Regions from separate parts of the Bombyx mori genome. Here region 2 is linked to region 1. Evidence: chromatin contacts called from public Hi-C data. All regions are on one chromosome and are shown on one strand. The core of a region is the stretch at or near the end of the contact, and the rest is flanking DNA. Distances in the headings are between cores, read along the strand shown.

Evidence for each region. A called contact is a pair of places that touch in the nucleus more often than the background predicts.
Region 2: a contact with region 1 is called in a Hi-C map of whole pupa, with 1.7 times the contacts expected there. The contact joins the enhancer-like site here to the promoter of abd-A in region 1. A contact is called at or near these places in 2 of 7 Hi-C or Micro-C datasets (both in whole pupa).

The regions. Positions count from the first base shown.
Region 1 is chr6:6,299,343-6,304,527 of ASM3026992v2, forward strand. abd-A (abdominal A) reads right to left here and starts at 3,567. Exons shown (of 3, transcript NM_001173337.1): 1 at 2,855-3,567. The coding sequence starts at 3,455.
Region 2 is chr6:6,415,088-6,419,800 of ASM3026992v2, forward strand. No RefSeq gene overlaps it. Among protein-coding and RNA genes, the nearest start is that of Miriab-8, 49 kb to the left of the region's middle. Within about 2 kb of position 2,279, at least 8 of the 8 cell types and tissues checked have open chromatin away from gene starts, as enhancers often do.

The DNA.
Region 1 (5,185 bases), core at 2,317-4,816:
CTTCTGCATGACAAAAAAAAAGGTCTCGAATCGCTTCAGAAGCTCAAAGCTGTGTGAGAAAGTGCTTTATAAATTACTGTGAAAACGAATATTGTTAAATATTAAGACTATAATGTTATATCAGGACTGTTGGTTTGATTTATCCGCTAACAATCCGATATAAAACGATGATCTTACGCAATAAGCGATTTCGTCTAGATGTTTTTTTTTTTTCTACAAAAAAATACATTAGTCGAAAATAACAAACCATGAATTTAGAAGTCAATTTTTTTTAGAGAGATTTTTTAACCTGTGAGTAGTCAGTGGATTTTATATATAGTTATTCGTTAATTAATTTTTACTCGCCTAATGGACATCTGTTAAGCTACTGAGCCTTATGTTTAAGATATCGATCGATGTATCGATCGGTTCATTTCTCAAATAAATAAATAAAAACTGACAACAAAGAGGTGTTTTCTTGACAGTATCGACAGAAATACATTACGTAATTAAAGCAGTTATATAAATTATGACTTAGAAAAAAACATTTGAATGTGAACGCCATTAGAAACATTCTAATTATACTAATACGGCATGATTTTTAAGAAATTCAACTTGTATTAATCGTTTCCATAGTCTTATTTGAAACTCTTAATCTTATTAATGACTTATTTATACTAAAAACTTTGTATAATTTATTTTTTTAAAAGTAGATGATAATCAGATACTTCTTTGTCTATAAAGGTTAATGTGTTTATTTGCCCGCATTAAAGTAAATTAGATGGTCTTGCAAAGTTATTTTCCAATTTATGCTTAAGCAAATTGTTTCTTAATATCAATTCAGTCTTTCCATCAAAGTTCCATTTCTAGCTACTGCAATCTAATTTTATCAAAACCATAGAGTATCGAATTTAATTTCACGGCGAAAATATTCATCAAGCAACCTATTTATCTACCTATGATATTTTCCGTCCTTCTGCTAATGTTAATTCGTGATACGGACAACATTATTCATATACACACTTTGCTGTTTTATTATATTAAGCACCTGTTGAATTATAATGAAAACGTTTTTATTTTATTTACCAGAACATATATTACGAAAATTGAGTTGCAAAATGTTTAAATCTATCATCTCCTGCTAATTTCATTCGATACGCCATTTTCGATTGAATACAAAATCATTCTCGTGTGAATCTCGAACTATAAAACAAAGAGCTATAATCGAAGCAAAAACCGAAAAGAAGGACATAAATGAGGATCTTACGTTTATTTTATAGTTAAATTATATAATTATTAAGTTTCTTAAATTATATTTAGAGTACACGCAACGGTATTCTAGTATTAACAGCGCGACTGATTGTGCGTTTTTATCTACGGAAGAATGATTGCTAGATAATAAAAGTGCAAATAAAAATAATTGTACCATTGTATGCAAAACGCACAGGCAATTCGAGAATGTAATGGGTCGCCATTTGGAGTACTAAGTGGACCTCACAGAAGGCCCGCAAATACGTAGGCATTAACAAAGTGTAATAAAAAAGCATCTCTGTCGTTATTATAACCATTCTGAATATTCTCTGATCAATTTAGATAGAAGTTAACGGTTTGCGATTTTGATAAATAAAAACACGTTTTTTCTATGTTACTCTTAATATCGTATAATTTCCATATAATGGGTTCAGTGGCATTGGGCATGTACATATTATGTATTATATTTGAATACCATGCCGGAGAAAATCGAGACCGACTTACTGAATTTTAGTTACAAACCAGATATAATTTAACTATAACGAGAATAATTATAATGAAATTAATGGTAAATATTATTCCTTCATTTCAATAACTGCTTAATCATTTGAAAGAAAAAAAAAACGATTAGTTATTTTATGATTACCGATAATATTTATTTATTGTTTTTTAATTAAAATTTTATCACTCAATCATCAATAGTATTAATGAGCCGCAAAACTTTATTAGCTATTAATTCAAAGGCCTCCTTTTGCAGTTTTTATATTGCAATGAAAATTAAGTTTATGCAACAATTGAATTTAATTCTTATTGTTATTAATATTTTTTAATGTAATTCAATACATTGCTGTTATTTTATTGTTAATTAATATGTTTATAACTAATTCATTGTCGTTTGAAATCCTAATTGATTTTTATCATCTCTAAAAGAGAATTCTACTCTCCGTCGGCCGTCGCCGTCTAGTTTAAATCAACGTTATTTTAGCTGAAATAGCATATATTTTAAAAGAAATAATGCCCTTTTCATAAAACCATAAAACGATTTTTTATAATTGTATTATAATTGTTCATTTGTCATCTGTTCTAAATTAAATTTCCGTAAACGTCAGGCCTGAAATACGTTAGCAGGTGCGAATTTTTTTGATAGTACCTAAAATTTTTTATCGTTTTTATATATTATTATATCTTATTATAAAAATTGTTGAATGTTCAATTACTTTTTTATTCTTATTAGAAAGATAAAAATACGAAATGAATAAATAAATAATATAAAATATCATCATGGGTACATTTAAACCAAGTTTTTTCGTTCTCACAGTTGAAGTAGGTACATTGGTTATGGCACATTAATGTTAATTGTAATTAATTCACACGTTTAATTTGCTTAGAAAAACTGTCGTAAAAAGCGAAATACTAAATAGTAACATTTGAACGTTTTTGAATCTTAAACAAGCGATACTCATAAATAAATTGATAACAAATGCTAAAAATGAAACAAACAGTGCTTTAGCGAGTTTTTTGTTAAAAGTAAATAATTAATTAAATAATACGTGAAATAAATTTCCAGGTAAATAAATAGGATAACACCGCAACTGAACATGCAGTCAAGAAGTAAAGCATTTACCAGTGATGGACATCCACGGGTATCTGGGGATTTCAGGGAGCGTCTGTGCTGAGGGCTGAGCGCAGGCCACCCCCATGGCGTCCGCGGTAGCTGCGTTAGCTGCGGAGGCCGCCGAAGCTGCTGCCTGGTGGTAAAACTGAGCCGCTGCTGCCATGCTCGCCGACGCAGCAGACACGGCTGCGCCCCCATTGTGCTGACCCAGAGCGTAATTCACCATCGGATCAGGACCCACGGCGGTCGGGTATCGACAACTCTTGTCATCTGCTGCTGACAGTCCCCCGCCCGCCGAGAACGGCACTGAGCCTCCGAACTGCTGGTGATGCGACACGTACGGATACATTCTCGCCGGCGCCCCCGGCGACGCCGACGATGAAGATGAAGACCTCTGCGGGCTCCCGGCACCCGGTGAGCCTGCTCCCAGCGCTGCCGCACCCAGTCCGCCAGACAGCGAACTAGACAGCGAGGTAGACAGCGACGATGACAGCGAAGACGACAGCGACGCCTCTATAGGCGACGCTCCGGCACCGGCAAATAAATTCTGGTGGTGGAATTGCTGGTGGTATTTTGGGAGCATGCTATCGATGATGAACTTGGAACTCATCGCTCGGCGGCGACGCGGCGCGCGACGATCGCCTCGCGGGAGATGCGTTTATCGCCGGCGATTCGGATCGATTCTCGCGCGTGCACCTCTACTATGGCCGCGGATCGTTTATGACCCGCGTATGAGGCTCTACGACTCTGAATTCCCGTCGTAGCGAGCGTTTACCGCTGCCGAGCGCGCCACTCGAGACGGCAAAACCGGTCACGTGCGTGTGAGCGAGATGCAATGATGAAGGCGGTGTACCCGCCGAAACCCTCTCCGTCTCATTAATTCCTACCTGCGTGGCTTATATTAGAAAGAGATAAAAGCTATTCGCTAACGACTATTTCGACGGCCATTGTTCGTAATGGCGCCTGACCCCGCGCTCCCCCGCGCTGACGTAGTCTACGCCAATAGTGATCCGGTGCAGAACATTCACCGCCAATCACAAACCATTCCGGCACTTCCAGTTGTCAAACTGAACGGCTTTATGCATTATTGCCGAATCACTTTAATTTATATAAAGGTAATTGATTTAATTTTTATCTTTTTTTTTATTCCGCCTATACCGGTTTTATATTAACACAAATATATTAAAAAACACGGTATCTTATTTAGTTTCGAATCATAGACAAATTTAAAACTAAATATTTTTTATTTGAAGTCATTAAAAATATTTTTAGTTTTTCATAAAGAAATAAGGTTGTTGATAAGGAAAGGTTGCGATTCTCAAAAGAAAATACAAGATAATATAATAATATTAGTTTGGCGTTGTTGTCTATTTAAAATGTAGGTACTGCTCATTTACTAATTATTCGTTAGTATGTACTTTTAATTTTGCCAAAAATAAATGAACTTGCTGCCCACTTAATGGTAATTAATCACCGTCAGTCAAACGACTTTACAAAATAAGGAGAACAGTACATACATGGCCCAAAAGGAAATATTATTTTTAAATTATGTAACTTTAAAAAAAATGTTACATACATTATGTACAAATTCAATTGATTAAGTTTTTGTTCTCGCAATTAAACAATGCAACACGCAGCATATAATGCAAACAATGCAATTATATGGAAAATCACTGAATATTATCATTTAATTAATTACTCACAATGCCTGTGGAATTAACGGCACAAAATTCAGGCAGTATTAATATTAATACAACCTGTATTTTGTACTATCTGTAGGTATATATGTATAAATATATATATAAATATATTGTTTTCCCATTTCCAATAACGTAGAGTAGGTAGGTGGTAGGTCACAGGCTACCCAAGCAAATGTCATTTGCATATGTACTAACTCCTCGTTGCTTAAAAGTTAGGACGCCTGGTGCATACGTATCAAGAGATGTGACTGTGCTGGAGTTCTAATTTCGTAAGCAGGCCCAACCAATCAATTAGTAAATTCACAAACTTTTGTGGTTTGTAAAAAAAATTGATGTATCTAATATTTTCTACCAATTGTGGCTGGAATACTAGGGCTCTGGAATAGATTGGTTTGTGATATTTTCAGAACGTTATGATATGTTTTGTGCTTACGGGTGGTAATCGTATATTGTAAACGGTGGTAAACGGGTATATCGTTGTTAGTTCACAATGTTGGGTAGCACTAATCTGCCAGTTTCGCTTGAAATGGAAAAATAGCTGCTGTAATTAAAAATCCAACATCGTATCTCAAGATACGTAGCTGCATTCACGCTATGATGTATATTCCCATCCAGTAGCTTTTTAGCGCCAGGTGGGTCG
Region 2 (4,713 bases), core at 1,029-3,528, 110 kb after region 1:
GTTGGTTTTATGATACATTAAAGTTAAAAAACTTTTTTGGTGCGCTTAGGAATAAACGAGTTAGCCCCTAAAAGACATCGCACTGAATTTATGGTTTTAGGCAAATAATTACTAAATCACACTTGATTCCTTTTTTCTTGCTTACACGGGTGTACGAGCACACAGCACACCTGGTGTTAAGTGATTATCAGAGCTCATCAACATCAACAACGTTAATGCCGCCACTTACCTTGAGATATGAGTTCTAAGTCTCTGTTCTATAGTATATTTTAGTATAACGGCTGCCCCACCCTTCGAGCCGAAACGCATTACTGCTGCAAGGTAGAAATAGGCAGGGTGGTGGTAACCCGTGCGGAGTCACAAGACATCCTACCACCGCCATTAGCCTCACTAGGTGTAAATATTAGGGTAAATACATTGTTTCTTTCTTTCAATATTTTTTTCTAAGTGCTGAGACCAAAGTATGTGGTTTTTCAAGTTTAATAGGGTAAAATGATTTTATTGAATGATTTTAAAATGATTTACCTTGTTGAATTTGATACGTTGTCATATTTTTAATGTGTGACTACACCAAAGGCTTTTTTTAAATTATTTCTAATAAATAAAAAAAAAACTGTTAAGATACTAGTTTATAATAATAGCACTTAATATGCAATATTTTATGGAATAAAATATAAATTCATGATTTTATTAAATCTTAAAATGCCACCCGTGTTTGATATTATTCAAAAAATAAATATAAACGCATTTATGAATTTGTGAGAGCCATTTATGATAAGCGTTTGTTTTATATAATGAAACTTTTATTAAAATTAAGTAATAAATTATATTGAACGAGTACTTTAATTGTTACTCTATATTCAAAATGGCGTTCAAATTAGTGTTTTTTAACTAAAAAAACAGGATGTTTATTCCTATCACTATAATCTCGGTGGTAACGAATCGATAAAGTTAACTGTACTAAATGTTCAGTGTTATCTAAACCTAAAATCTTAAAACTAATTAAAACTACCTACACAGTTTAATCTTGTGTTCATTATTTTCATTCTTTGTCTTTAGGTAGTTTCTTCATTATCTATTATTTGTTGTTATTAGTAATACTTTGTTATTAATGATATATTTTAAATGTGATATTCCAGTGAACTTATACCTTACTTATGCCTTTTCAAATAGGTAATGATTTACGTTCAAGCCCTAAACATGATACAACTCTATCTTGTATTTATTAAGCCATATAAGATTATTTTATGAGTATTATGTTAATATTATGTTGTATTATAAAGAAGCACAATAAACATAATGTTTAGGATTCATTAAAGTAACGTAAATTTTAGGGGGAGTAATATTCTTACGTTTTTTTAAGGAAATCCGTAGACACCATATCACATACATTGCCAGACACCTGGAGACATGAGATTCCATTGTATTACTACTGTCCTAAATTTTAATCTGAAATGCAAAAGTGCTTTGCAACAGATATGTGCACCACGTATCCTTAGCGCCATTACGAAAGCTTGTACGAAAAGGAATTAAATATCCCAAGCCGACGGTGATAGTTTTTTGTATATAATTTTCGTTTTTCGCTGACCAAGTAAGAAGGAAGCGTTTCTTCCTACTCCAAAGAAATTATGCAGAACCAAATTAAAACTATTTTATGCTGGAAATAAATCACAGTTTACTGTCTCTGAGATCGTTATTAATAGACAAACAGTTTTATGAACGCTTGACTTACCGAGCTAATAGGCGGTTCACACGCAACATAAAACAATAACCTGTACCAGTGCCACGTGTTTTGATACGGTAAAATCGCTACTGCTTCTATAAGTGTGCTATTGAATTTTTCACTTTAAATCAGTATTGTATTTAAAACAGTAACCAAGGAAAAACTGAAAAATAACCTTAACAATAAATATGTGCGTAGTATTTGATAACCGTGTGTATAATTTGGAATTTTTGTGAACGACAATAAACTAACAAGGGCTGAAATAGTAAAGGAGAATGCGTTACTTTTCTGGGACACAGCGACACCCTCTTTCCATTATAATCCCATTGGAAACAGCTGACTCCTTCATAATTTATTATATCTATGGTATCGCCATCTAGTGTTAAGCAGTGGAACTACTTGACAATTAGCGCCATCTGTTTTGTCTTCAAGGTAGCTCTGTGAGCTGCACAACTACATACGCAAATGCTTTCTTCTCGGTCTCTCTACAGAGTTATAAGCGAGATGCATGATCTGTGCAAGATGTCTTCTAAATGACCTTTTAAAATACACGATGCTGATTGGCTGGCGGAATACTGGATGAACTAGTTTCTACAGTTTTGTACCAATCATGTCGTGTCAGGCGTACGAAGAACAGTCGGCCATGCGATTTCAGGCGGGGTTTGTATAAAGAACCTCCTTTATATTCCTGACGTATGCAGTCATTTTAGTTATGGCTGATGGCGTAGGACTACGTGTATTCATGAGAAATCTGCTGATTCTGCCCTAAGGCAGTAATAAAATTTCAGAAGAATTACACCAAAATGTTTTACGATGAATAACTAATATTGTAGGCTGAGATTTAAACTTTCACATACAAATATATACAAACAACACTGTACACACTAGCACTAAAATAACACTAATACAACATAAACAATAATACATCACTAAGCATTGTCACATTGACAGCAATTTTAAAGTTGTTGTCTTGAATTCAAAAGGAAAATCAAAAATTCAGATACATAAAAACCTTATAGCCGTCGGAAGACTAAACGGCTGCAGTTATGAACACCGTTAAAATTAACGCCAATACTATTAACAAAACAACCATCCAGTCCGAAATCAAAATACAACTGAAATTGCCTTTAAAATATAGAACATAAAATCTATTGAGAATAAATTAATTATAATGTAGTTTTTTTTATGTTCAATAAACAGCCGTGAAGAAAACGTTCCGCGTGATCAACGGACATCTGAAAGACGATAGCTTTGATATGCGCTTTAAGTCTGCGGTTTTGTGAGCTTCGCTTCATTTATTCAATCCAGAGCGGTTTCAATGCGTTATAAATTAAACATACAACGATAAAACAGAGATTTGATGTATTCTAAATCGTTCTTTATTTAATTAACATAACTATCAATATGTAAAGTAAATAATGAGGTGAATCTCTGACAGAATTTCAAACGAACAAATGTTTGTCGGCGCCGAGCGGAAGGCAGATTAAGCGTTTCACGTTATATTAGAATAGAAACATTAAGATAGGTGACTTAAAAATATGTTAATTTCTGTGTTATCCTTTTCAGAAGAATAATTTACTCAAATCGATTCAATATAAAGGTCAATATGAAGCTCACATAAATAATTATGTGTAATTAAGATGTAGTTAAGATACCTACATTATGTACAACTGCTTACTTCGTCCACTTACCTAGTTTTATGAGGCCTTCGAAACCGGGGAATACAAACAAGGCTTGATTTTTTCCAAATCGGTAATAGATCTCAGATTTAACTGTATTAGAACGGTAGCTAATTTAAGTATCAAACAGATACTTATGATCCAGAAACAAAAACAAGATGCTAATACATATAGAATCGAACGACTATTAACAAGGCTTAGGTACTTAAAAACAAATGAATGAGATATTATCGGCGTCAACTAAAAGCTTACTAAGTCTTTCGCCGTAAATTTTGCACGTCAACAAATAGCACTAGTTATTAGCGATATGCCACAGCACATACTCACTGTAGAGTATACGACAATAGTATATGCCAATATTAGAACCGAAAATAAATAAAATTAAAATTGTTTAGCTTTATGTTAAGTGTGCAAAATAATGCTCGAATTGGAAACGAGGGGATATATTAATTTAGGAAAACTAATTAAGGATATATAGAACCGCTACGGACGGATGATTCGGAATTATAATAACAGCTATTGGCGGTACGTACAAAAATCGTACCTATTACTACAATCGAAAAAATCTTGCATTTTTTTTTTTCCTACCTATGATGATAGCCTTGAGAGGCTATTTCAGCTTTGCCTTGACGTGTAGGTCAACTCAGGGGGCTCAAATCGGGAGTCTTGCTAACACTGGCCCTAGCAAGAATAGTGTTTCGCAGAATCTACCATCGAATCAGAAACGCGACCCATTGAGAAGATCCGACGAGAAACTCAGTGGGCTGTGTCTATGGGTTAATTTAGTCGTCGAGCCCTTCGTTGCAAACGACGAATTCGGCGAAGACGGTGACCAGTGCTTGAGGTACCTGAAAGCATCGTTAATGGATTGGGAGGGTCCGTAATGCTGTGTTTAGGGCGACGTCGACTGTTTACCATTCGGTCCACAGGATCAGGTATGGATTACATACAGGCTTTGAGGGTGGAAGAGCCGTCATACAAGACTTCTCATGAAGCAGGGCGTATGACGTTGTGTTGTGCTGTCTATAGGGTCCGGTAACCATTTAACATCAGGTAAACCGTAAGCTAGTTCATCCTTTTATGAAATAGATTGCCTACTCATATCCTCTATCACAAGATTCTCTATACTATTTTCTACATACATCGATTTCAAAACTAAAAACTCCGAAGCACGTAATACAGACAGAATCACATCAAGAAGCTATCTGTGGAATAAAAAAAAAACCCCTTCGAATCGCAAGTACCTAATCATTAAATACGTATCTGTAAAAATTTCATACTATACGATAACGTAGAAACCATTTACAATAC